Linked DNA regions of Zea mays: all the other regions are linked to region 2. A link is a contact called in public Hi-C data. All regions are on one chromosome and are shown on one strand. Each heading gives the region's core, a stretch centred on a gene start, on an enhancer-like site or on the middle of the called end of the contact. The rest is flanking DNA. Distances are from core to core; before and after follow the strand shown. Region 1 has its middle 80 kb from the start of LOC109940994. Region 2 has its middle 7.0 kb from the start of LOC103632488. Region 3 holds the start of LOC100281621.

Region 1 (2,700 bases), core at 116-2,615, 580 kb before region 2:
GGACAGACTGAGAGAACCAACCAAGTACTTGAGGATATGTTAAGAGCTTATGACCTTAAGCACGGAGGTAGTTGGGACAATAGTCTGCCATATGCAGAGTTCTCTTACAATAATAGTTATCAGGCTAGTCTAAAGATGTCCCCATTTGAAGCTTTATATGGCAGAAAGTGCAGGACCCCTCTGTATTGGGATTAGAATGGTGAAAAACAGTTCTTTGGGCCTAAAGTTATTCAAGAGGCAGAAGAACGAGTTCATATGATCCGGGAAAACATGAGGATAGCATAGACATGACAAAAGAGCTATGTTGATAACCGGAGAAGACCACTGGAATTCGAAGAGGGTGATTCGAAGAGGGTGATCACGTATGTCTAAAGGTGTCACCAATTCGTGGAATGAGAAGATTCAAAGTTAAAGGCAAGTTATCCCCTCGCTTTATTGGACCCTTCAAAATCCTTAAGCGAGTTGGGGAGGTGGCCTACCAGCTTGAGCTACAGATCATCTGTCTGATGTACACGATGTGTTCCACGTATCTCAACTCAAGAAGTGTCTCCGTGTCCCGGAGGAACAGTTACCAATGGAAGAACTTAGTGTGCTAGGTGATCTAACCTACACTGAGTATCCTATCAAGATCCTTGACACTTCGACTCGTGTTACAAGGAACAAATTGTTCAAAATGTGAAAAGTGCAATGGAGTCATCATGATGAAGATGAGGCCACCTGGGAGAGAGAAGAGCTATGAATAGAATTTCCCCACCTCTTCCCTAGTTCATCTTAATCTCGAGGTCGAGATTATTTTTAAGGGGGGCGAGATTTGTAATACCCACTTGTGAATAATAAATGAGAAAAGTTAATCTTTTTATAGGTATTACTCCTTGCTCATGAGAACATAGGGATAATCATATTTGGAGTGACTAAATTAACTAAAAAATACAAAAATAATCTATGCATCATGTTGGAGATTTTGCTTGTGCATTTAATTATAATGATAATGAGATATTAATGCTGAAATTAGAGTTTAGCCTAAATTGAAATCTAGAAATTGAAAATGACATAGAAAAGAAAAGGAAAAGAATATACACTATAAAGAAAACATATATATAAATAAATATATCTCTTCATGCTGGTATTTTTATTTTTGCATATAATCTATGTGTGAAACCAACAATAAAAAAATTTGAATTCAAATTGGAGATCTAAAAATAAAAAGAAAAGAAAACAGAAAATACAAAGAAAAAACCTAAACTTCTGTATGGGTTTAATTCTGATTGGCCGGCCCAACTAGCAACTTCCTCCGCACAGCCTAGTCTGGCTTGGCGCCGACATGTGGGGCCCATGGGTCAGCCGCCCCTCACGCGATGACACATCATCTGGCAGGTGGACCTCGTCTGGGTGTCAAACTCGTCTCACCGGCGGTTGGGCCCAGCAGCTCAAGTGCGTCAACCACCTCGCAGATGGGGCGCGACCTGGTGTGGATCTGCCGGAGCTCGCAGACCGGTCGTTGGTCGAGCTCTACCGTGGTATATAATTCCCCCCTCAAGCCTCGCCTCCTCCTCAACCACCCGCGCCGCCACCGGAGAAACCACGGAGTAGAGAGAAAGAGAGCTCGTCATCGCGAGAAAAGGGTGAGATAGACGCCACCGATGCACTCGTGTGTGCCCAACCATTCAGGCCCCACTGCTGGCGCTGAACCTTTCTAAGGCCTCCTTGGGTTGTTGCGCGGTGACCTTGGACACGGAGGCGACCTAGGATCTCGGGGATTCCTCGCCGGAATTGGAGAAGCCGTCGTGCTCATGCTCTGCCGTGGCCAGGGATAGCGGCGCTGCGATTCACGGTACTAACACTTCTAGTGCATTCACTGTTTCATTGGGATTGTGTGGGTACCCTCGGGTTCGCCTTTGGGGAATTGGAATGTCAATTGGCACGCTCACCCGTGATCGGCCGCCGCGGGGGAATAGCACCGCCGTGCGGCTCAGCCGGAAAGGGTAGAAGATGACGAGGGGGCGTTAGATTGGTAACCGACGGCTGGGATTAGCGGAAGGTTACCGTTTCGGTGCATAAAATCGTGACCGTTGAGATTGAATCCGTGGGTTCGGGTGAGATTGTGGCGTGGTCGAATCTTGGCCGTGGATCTTGGATCCAGTGGCTGCTAGCGCTTATCGTTTCAATTATATGTCGATCTAATCTGGTCGCATGTTCTCGATCCGACGGCAGGAAGTGAAGGATACCCCTTCGTTGTGGTCTTTTTGCGTAACAACCCCTCGGGTTCAGGATAATGAACCCACAGTCCAGCCTAGGTCAAAACTATTTGCGCATAAGTTCTGAAATTCACAGAACAGACCTTGAACTTATATAAAATTGTGGCCACAGTCCTTTGGTATTGGTTTATTCATAAGAAATAATTCCAAATTGATTTTCTATATAGAAATAATTCTATAATCTTGTTTAATTCATAATTAACTCATTGTAACTCTTTTTTGATCAATTCCAGTTGCATTAATTTTGTATCAATATTGTTTATCACCCGGTAACTCTGTATAATCATGAAACATAAATTAAAATTATCCACTTAGTTTATGCTATACCAAGCACTTAAAACTTCGGAAAATCATAACTCTTTAACCGTAACTCCGAATTTAGTGATTCTCGAACCTACGATCTCGTTATAATGTGTAGAATATTATTATGCAATATGTTCTCATG
Region 2 (2,794 bases), core at 227-2,726:
AATATTATTACGCAGTTGTTTTCTTATGTTTAGTGTATTGTTATTTTTTATGTACTCCTTGTATATTTGTATGTATTACTACGAGTAGCAGCGAGGTCACGAGAAACCCGAAGACCAACTTGGTGAGGTACTTGGAGTTGCACCAAAAAGGCAAGTTGTGCCCTTGATCACTCTTCTTTACCTAATAATGTTCTCTGTCAATCACTGTGACATGCTCAGGTTAATTTGATGGGACCTAATATGTTTCCCTAGTTTTGTTTACCCCACACCTTGGAAACAAATGAACTATTGGGTAGACTCGCTATTGCTCTACTTGGTTTTGGATTAATGTTATATTGAATTATGATCATGTTCCATTAATATTGCTGGTTTAATTATTGTTCATGTTCATATTATTATATTAAATTGAACATGGAGAGACCACCCGGGAAAATAGTGCTACCACAAGGGTGGAATGGGACTCCCTTCGCTCCATGTTCCAATTAACAATATGATCTTATCATAAATAATAATTAAACAACAACATAATTGGAACATGATCGTAATAAAACATTAGTTTACCAAAGCCAGGTAGAGCAATAGCAAATCTACCCAATAATTCATCTGTTTATAGGTGGGGATACACAATGCTAGGGAATCCTATTAGGTCCCATCAAATTAACCTGAGCATGTCACAGTGATTACCAAGAACATTATTTGGTTAAGAAAAGTGATCAAGGACACAACTTGCCTTAGACTCGAGATTCCAGGTACCAAGATGATCTTTAGATTCTCGTGACTTCACTTCTATTCGTAGCAATACAAACAAACATGATATAGACAAAATTAACATCACACCAAACATAAGCACAAACTGCATAATAATATTCTACGCGTCGTAACAAGATCGCAGGTTCGAGAAACACTAAAATCGGAATTACGGTTAAAGAGTTATGATTTTCTGAAAATTTAGGTGTTCAATATATAATAAACTAACTGCATAATTTTAATCTATGTTTCATGACTAAATATTGTCATTAGATGATAAACAATTTTAATATGAGATTAATGCAACTGGAATGGATCAAAAAGAAGTTAAGACGAAGGAGATATGGATTTTCTAAGGTTCTAGATTTATTTTTACAGCAAAAACAATTTCCAGAAATATTTTATAACATCAAGGGCTGTTTTGTAAAATCCGAGGATCTAACCGTAATTGTATTCAACCAGACAGGGATGGCGGGTTATTTTCGGAAACATCCAAGGGTTCTTTAACAAATATCCCTGCGACCGAGAGCTAGATTTCATCCGAGCCTCCCGATCCCGAATTCAGGGCTGAGATTAGAAAGCTGAAGGGGTACGCGAACATCTAATCTGATCCGCCCATTTCGATCCCACGATCCAGAATCGATGATGGCAGGATCTAATCGTAGCCGCCCGCGGATGAATCGATGGCATGGATCACACGCAGCGAAAGGGTACACTTAGGTCTAAATCTAGCCGTCGAGCAATAGATGGACGGTCCAGGCGCTTTCTTCCTCACGGGATCACGCCAGCGGCAAAGCCTGGGCAAACCACGGCGGCGCCATTGCCACCATTCCCGGATCTCGTAACCTACACAACGAACCTGATCCCTATGGTGCTACGCGTAGCGGGGGTTGGGGCGAGTCCACGGGGCAAGGTCTTACCGGTGATTAGGCTCCAGGAGTTCATGCCCACGACGCACGGCGGTGCTCTGCCGAATTCACGACGCCGGTGAGCAATTTATTGCCCTACGGTCACCCTTAATGCTCGGATGATAGCGGGGAAATGCGAGACGGATGTCGGTACTCGCCCCTCCACGCGAATCGATGGTTCGAGGATGGTTAACACCCGAGGTCGACAATGGTGACACCCCTCGCCCAACCCATGTTCTCTGCTCCCCACAACCGTTTTGGTCGGGCTCGAGAACCGTGTGCGGTGAAAGGAGGAGAGGAAACAGAGGGAAAGAGGTCGCCGACCACCAATTTATCTCCCGAGTTTCGGTTGGGGAGCGGCCGTTAGCGATCTTCGATGACGGCGGCGACAATCCCGCGTGTGTTGTTGGGGTGGGGAAAGGAGGTGCACCGAGTGGGTCCACCGGCCAGTCGGAGACGGGTGCGGTGCGGAGCGGGTAATTGAGCCAGAGCAGCTGACGACCGTTCCGCAGCGACTCCGCGCAGCAACGTTTCCCCGATGAGGGCCTGACAGGCGGGCCCACCTGCCGGCACCAAAAAGGCCCTCGACCAGTGCGCGAGTGGGCTTGCGCAGTTCGCCAAGTTAGGCCGAGGTCATGTAAATCTGACCCAAAAACTACTTTTCTTTTCTTTTTCTTTTCTATTTTAATTTCCACATTTTAACTTCAAATTCAAATATGGGTTTCAAATTCTATTCTAAATGCAACATCCAAAATATATGCATGAATGGAAAATATATTTTTATAAACATATATATATTTATATTAATTATTTATTTCCTTGTTTAGTTAAAGGCTCAAAATGTGCCATGCACACATTCACTTCATTTTAGGAAAAATATTACTTTTGAGTATGTGATCAAATTTTAAGTTAATAAAAATGAGTATCCTTTATTTCACTTATTTAGGGAAAGTAAAATACAATCTTTACTAGGAATCATTTTACTTAAAAATACTTTTTCAAGAGTGATATAGTTTACATAGGAGATAATAAAAAAATCTTTCTTCTAATTATTAATTTCAACTTACACTTTCGTTTCAAGATTTAAATCTAAGTTTTGAACTACACAACTTTTAATAGTACTATTTATTTGCTTTAGG
Region 3 (2,886 bases), core at 275-2,774, 800 kb before region 2:
GTTGTGAGTGGCAGATCAGGGCAGCTTTTCAAGGAGGCAGAAAAATCCAGGATAAGGTAATCTAGATTTTCTTCGAGGGATAGATGCTGTGTGCTACCTGGTTGATGGTGAAAATAAACAAATATCCCTGTAGGTAGTGCAAGATTTCTAGGAGCTGGGATCCCTGAAATCTGGTGAAGTCAGTTTTGTGCTTGTGCACCTCCTAGCAACTGGCTAGCATCTCCCCAGTGTCCAAAGCATTAAGGTGTTAGGCCGGGAAGACACATGGGACCTCCATGCAACTCATGTCCCTGGAAGCCTCATCATGCACCAAACTCCAGCTTGTAGCATAAACATGTAGAGAGAGAGAGAGAGAGAGAGATGGAAAGGCAGGAGGACAAACAGTGGTGATGGCACTAATACCCTGTACTAGCTGCTTTCAGATGTAAAAGTGCTAACTAGTAGCTCACCTCAAGCAGCAGGCCTCACAGCCCACAAGGCTCCACCAGACACGCAGCACTGGTTGTTGCTCGCTGGTCCTCCTCTCTCTCCTTTCTGCTCACTCTTTATTTTTATTTTTTTTCTGAACAAGACGATGTTGGCAACTTGGCATGACCCCAGTGTCTATATTATATTTATACATGCAGGCTTGCCATGAATAGCTGGAGCTGGCACTTGCAAATATGGATGAATTTTGTTTGGCTTGCTTTCAAGCATATATATACCAACACTAGCTACAGTCACACGTTTCCTTTTGAAATAATACTGATGAATGAGGCCCTCAACCAGAGGGACACGACGACGTGGACTGAAATCAACGTCAAGTGCAGCTCTAGCATCATGACATGTAATGCATGCACGGAAGATGCCAGGTTCATTGCAAGTGAGAGAGGCGGGGTTGGTGTATATCATGATGGAATTGTTGGACCATGCAGGGATTTAATGCTCCTCGCATGCAGCTGTGGTCTGGTCTGGTGCCATGGCGAAACTGGTACAGGTAGTATTCAATGGATCAACAGCTAATAATAATTCTTCTACTGAGAATTCTCGATGAATAATGGACAGAAAAAAGGCAAAAAAAAATTGTATAGATGAACGCGTGTCTTCGGCTGTGTGGCAGCTAGCTAATGAGCATTAAAAATCCGCGTGTGCTTGTTTTTTGCGAAATTGAAGTTGCCGAGAAATTAAAATCCATCTTGCTACGCCCCTTTTAGCATACAGAACTTGCTTGGGGAGCTAGCTAGCCGTGATCATGGTGCGTGGCGTTGATACATCACCCCCGTAATAAACACGCCATGGATCTGGAAGCAACATGCATGGTGATCGAGAAGCAGCAGGCGGGCGCGCACATGGAAGCTTACCTCAGTTAGGATTCGCGCATGCTGCAGCAGCTATACAGCAGGGGTCTGCTTGGAGGCTCCCTTCTTCCTTTTGTGTGTCTTGAGAGAGAAAGATGAGAGAGAGAGAGAGAGAGAGAGAGAGAGAGAGAGAGAGAGAGAGAGAGAGAGAGAGAGAGAGAGAGAGAGAGAGAGGGTTCTTGCAGTATGAGGATCCGACTGCGAGAACTAGGCCTGCTGAGCAAGTTATATGCATGGAGGCCAGAGCAGAGAAAGGGAACTCCCTCCCTCAAAATAATACCTCTCGCTCGCTCTCACATGTTGTTGGGCGAAATGTATCATGAGAAAGAGAGAAGGCCAGGATCTTCATGGCCCCACAAGTCGGCGGAGGATTGTGTATTATTGCACTCGGTACCTCCATCCATCCCTTAATAGCTACTAGGCCAGGAAGAAGAAAAGCAGCATGGTTATATGGATCCACGAGAAAACTATGTGTTGCATGCATGGTCTGCTTTCCATTCTTCTAATTCTTCTACACTGTATTAGAAAATGGGTCACTTTATCTCTCCTAAATTTTACTAAATTTATGTAATAAAGTTTTCAATATCAAATACATATACCTCAGTTAAATTGAGTCGGTCGTGCCGACCATACCTTTTTTTTTCTGCCATACAATTAACTTTCAAAAGTACGCATATATCCCTTTGATTGCCCCTGGATTACTACAGATGTTCTTTTTATTGCTATGGGTGGATTGGATTAGTCCTTTTTGCTAAAGTAGCGTAGCTGTAGAGTACGTCCTTGAGCGAGAGAGCAGATCATTAAAGCGCGTTCGTCATTCGCGCACCTCGCTCCACACGTCAATTGTTCAAGTACGATCGAGTAAAATCTATATCTTTTACATGAATATATGAACTTTTAGAGGAGCGCTACTCTCTCATAAAAAAACAACTTTGGGACCATGTGTGTATGATTGCGAGGTGTGGACGGGTAAGGTGCTATCAGTTCCATATATCATTCATTTCTAATCAAACATTCCATATTTTACTCATCTTTACAACTCCATGAAAGGATCTATTGTTCACTTTTTTTACTATATGGACGATTTTCTTGATCTGATATTGTGTACACCATAGCTAGCTTTGGGGGCGTGGTGTTACTTATCAGTTCATTTAAAAACTATTGTTTTTTTTTGTCTTGACTCTCCTTTAGAAATCAAGATTTAAGGTCATGGACTTAATAAACTTGCCCCTATTAATACGGCTGGGTTCTTATGCCCTGGAAAATAGTTAGTGAACTATTCCTGGGGTTTTGTTAAGTTTTTTTTACTTTTATTTGCATGAATGCTATTTTTATGGGGGCAATTGCTTGTGTCACCTGTATCTAAAAATCAAGTTTCAGGCGCTGCTATATATATACCTGCTCCTGTAAATAAATGTATCTAAAAACCACACACACTAGTGTTTACAATATTTGTTCTGTCCAAATTGTGTACTTTTTTAGAAATTGCTACCGTGTGAAAATATCCCACTCGTTAGAAATATAATAATCAGTAGCTATATATACTAGC

Evidence for each region. A called contact is a pair of places that touch in the nucleus more often than the background predicts.
Region 1: a Hi-C map of leaf shows a contact between it and region 2, with 2.1 times the contacts expected there. The contact joins two enhancer-like sites. A contact is called at or near these places in 3 of 25 Hi-C or Micro-C datasets (bundle sheath and leaf).
Region 3: a contact with region 2 is called in a Hi-C map of leaf mesophyll, with 2.8 times the contacts expected there. The contact joins the promoter of LOC100281621 here to the enhancer-like site in region 2. A contact is called at or near these places in 2 of 25 Hi-C or Micro-C datasets (leaf and leaf mesophyll).

Annotation. Positions count from the first base shown.
Region 1 is chr7:79,706,491-79,709,190 of Zm-B73-REFERENCE-NAM-5.0, reverse strand. No RefSeq gene overlaps it. Among protein-coding and RNA genes, the nearest start is that of LOC109940994, 80 kb to the left of the region's middle. Within about 2 kb of position 1,365, at least 19 of the 20 cell types and tissues checked have an H3K27ac peak or open chromatin away from gene starts, as enhancers often do. A contact at or near this core is called in bundle sheath and leaf, where this site is marked.
Region 2 is chr7:79,123,098-79,125,891 of Zm-B73-REFERENCE-NAM-5.0, reverse strand. No RefSeq gene overlaps it. Among protein-coding and RNA genes, the nearest start is that of LOC103632488, 7.0 kb to the right of the region's middle. Within about 2 kb of position 1,476, at least 18 of the 20 cell types and tissues checked have an H3K27ac peak or open chromatin away from gene starts, as enhancers often do. A contact at or near this core is called in bundle sheath, leaf and leaf mesophyll, where this site is marked.
Region 3 is chr7:79,923,195-79,926,080 of Zm-B73-REFERENCE-NAM-5.0, reverse strand. LOC100281621 reads right to left here and starts at 1,524. Exons shown (of 5, transcript NM_001371682.2): 1 at 1,341-1,524.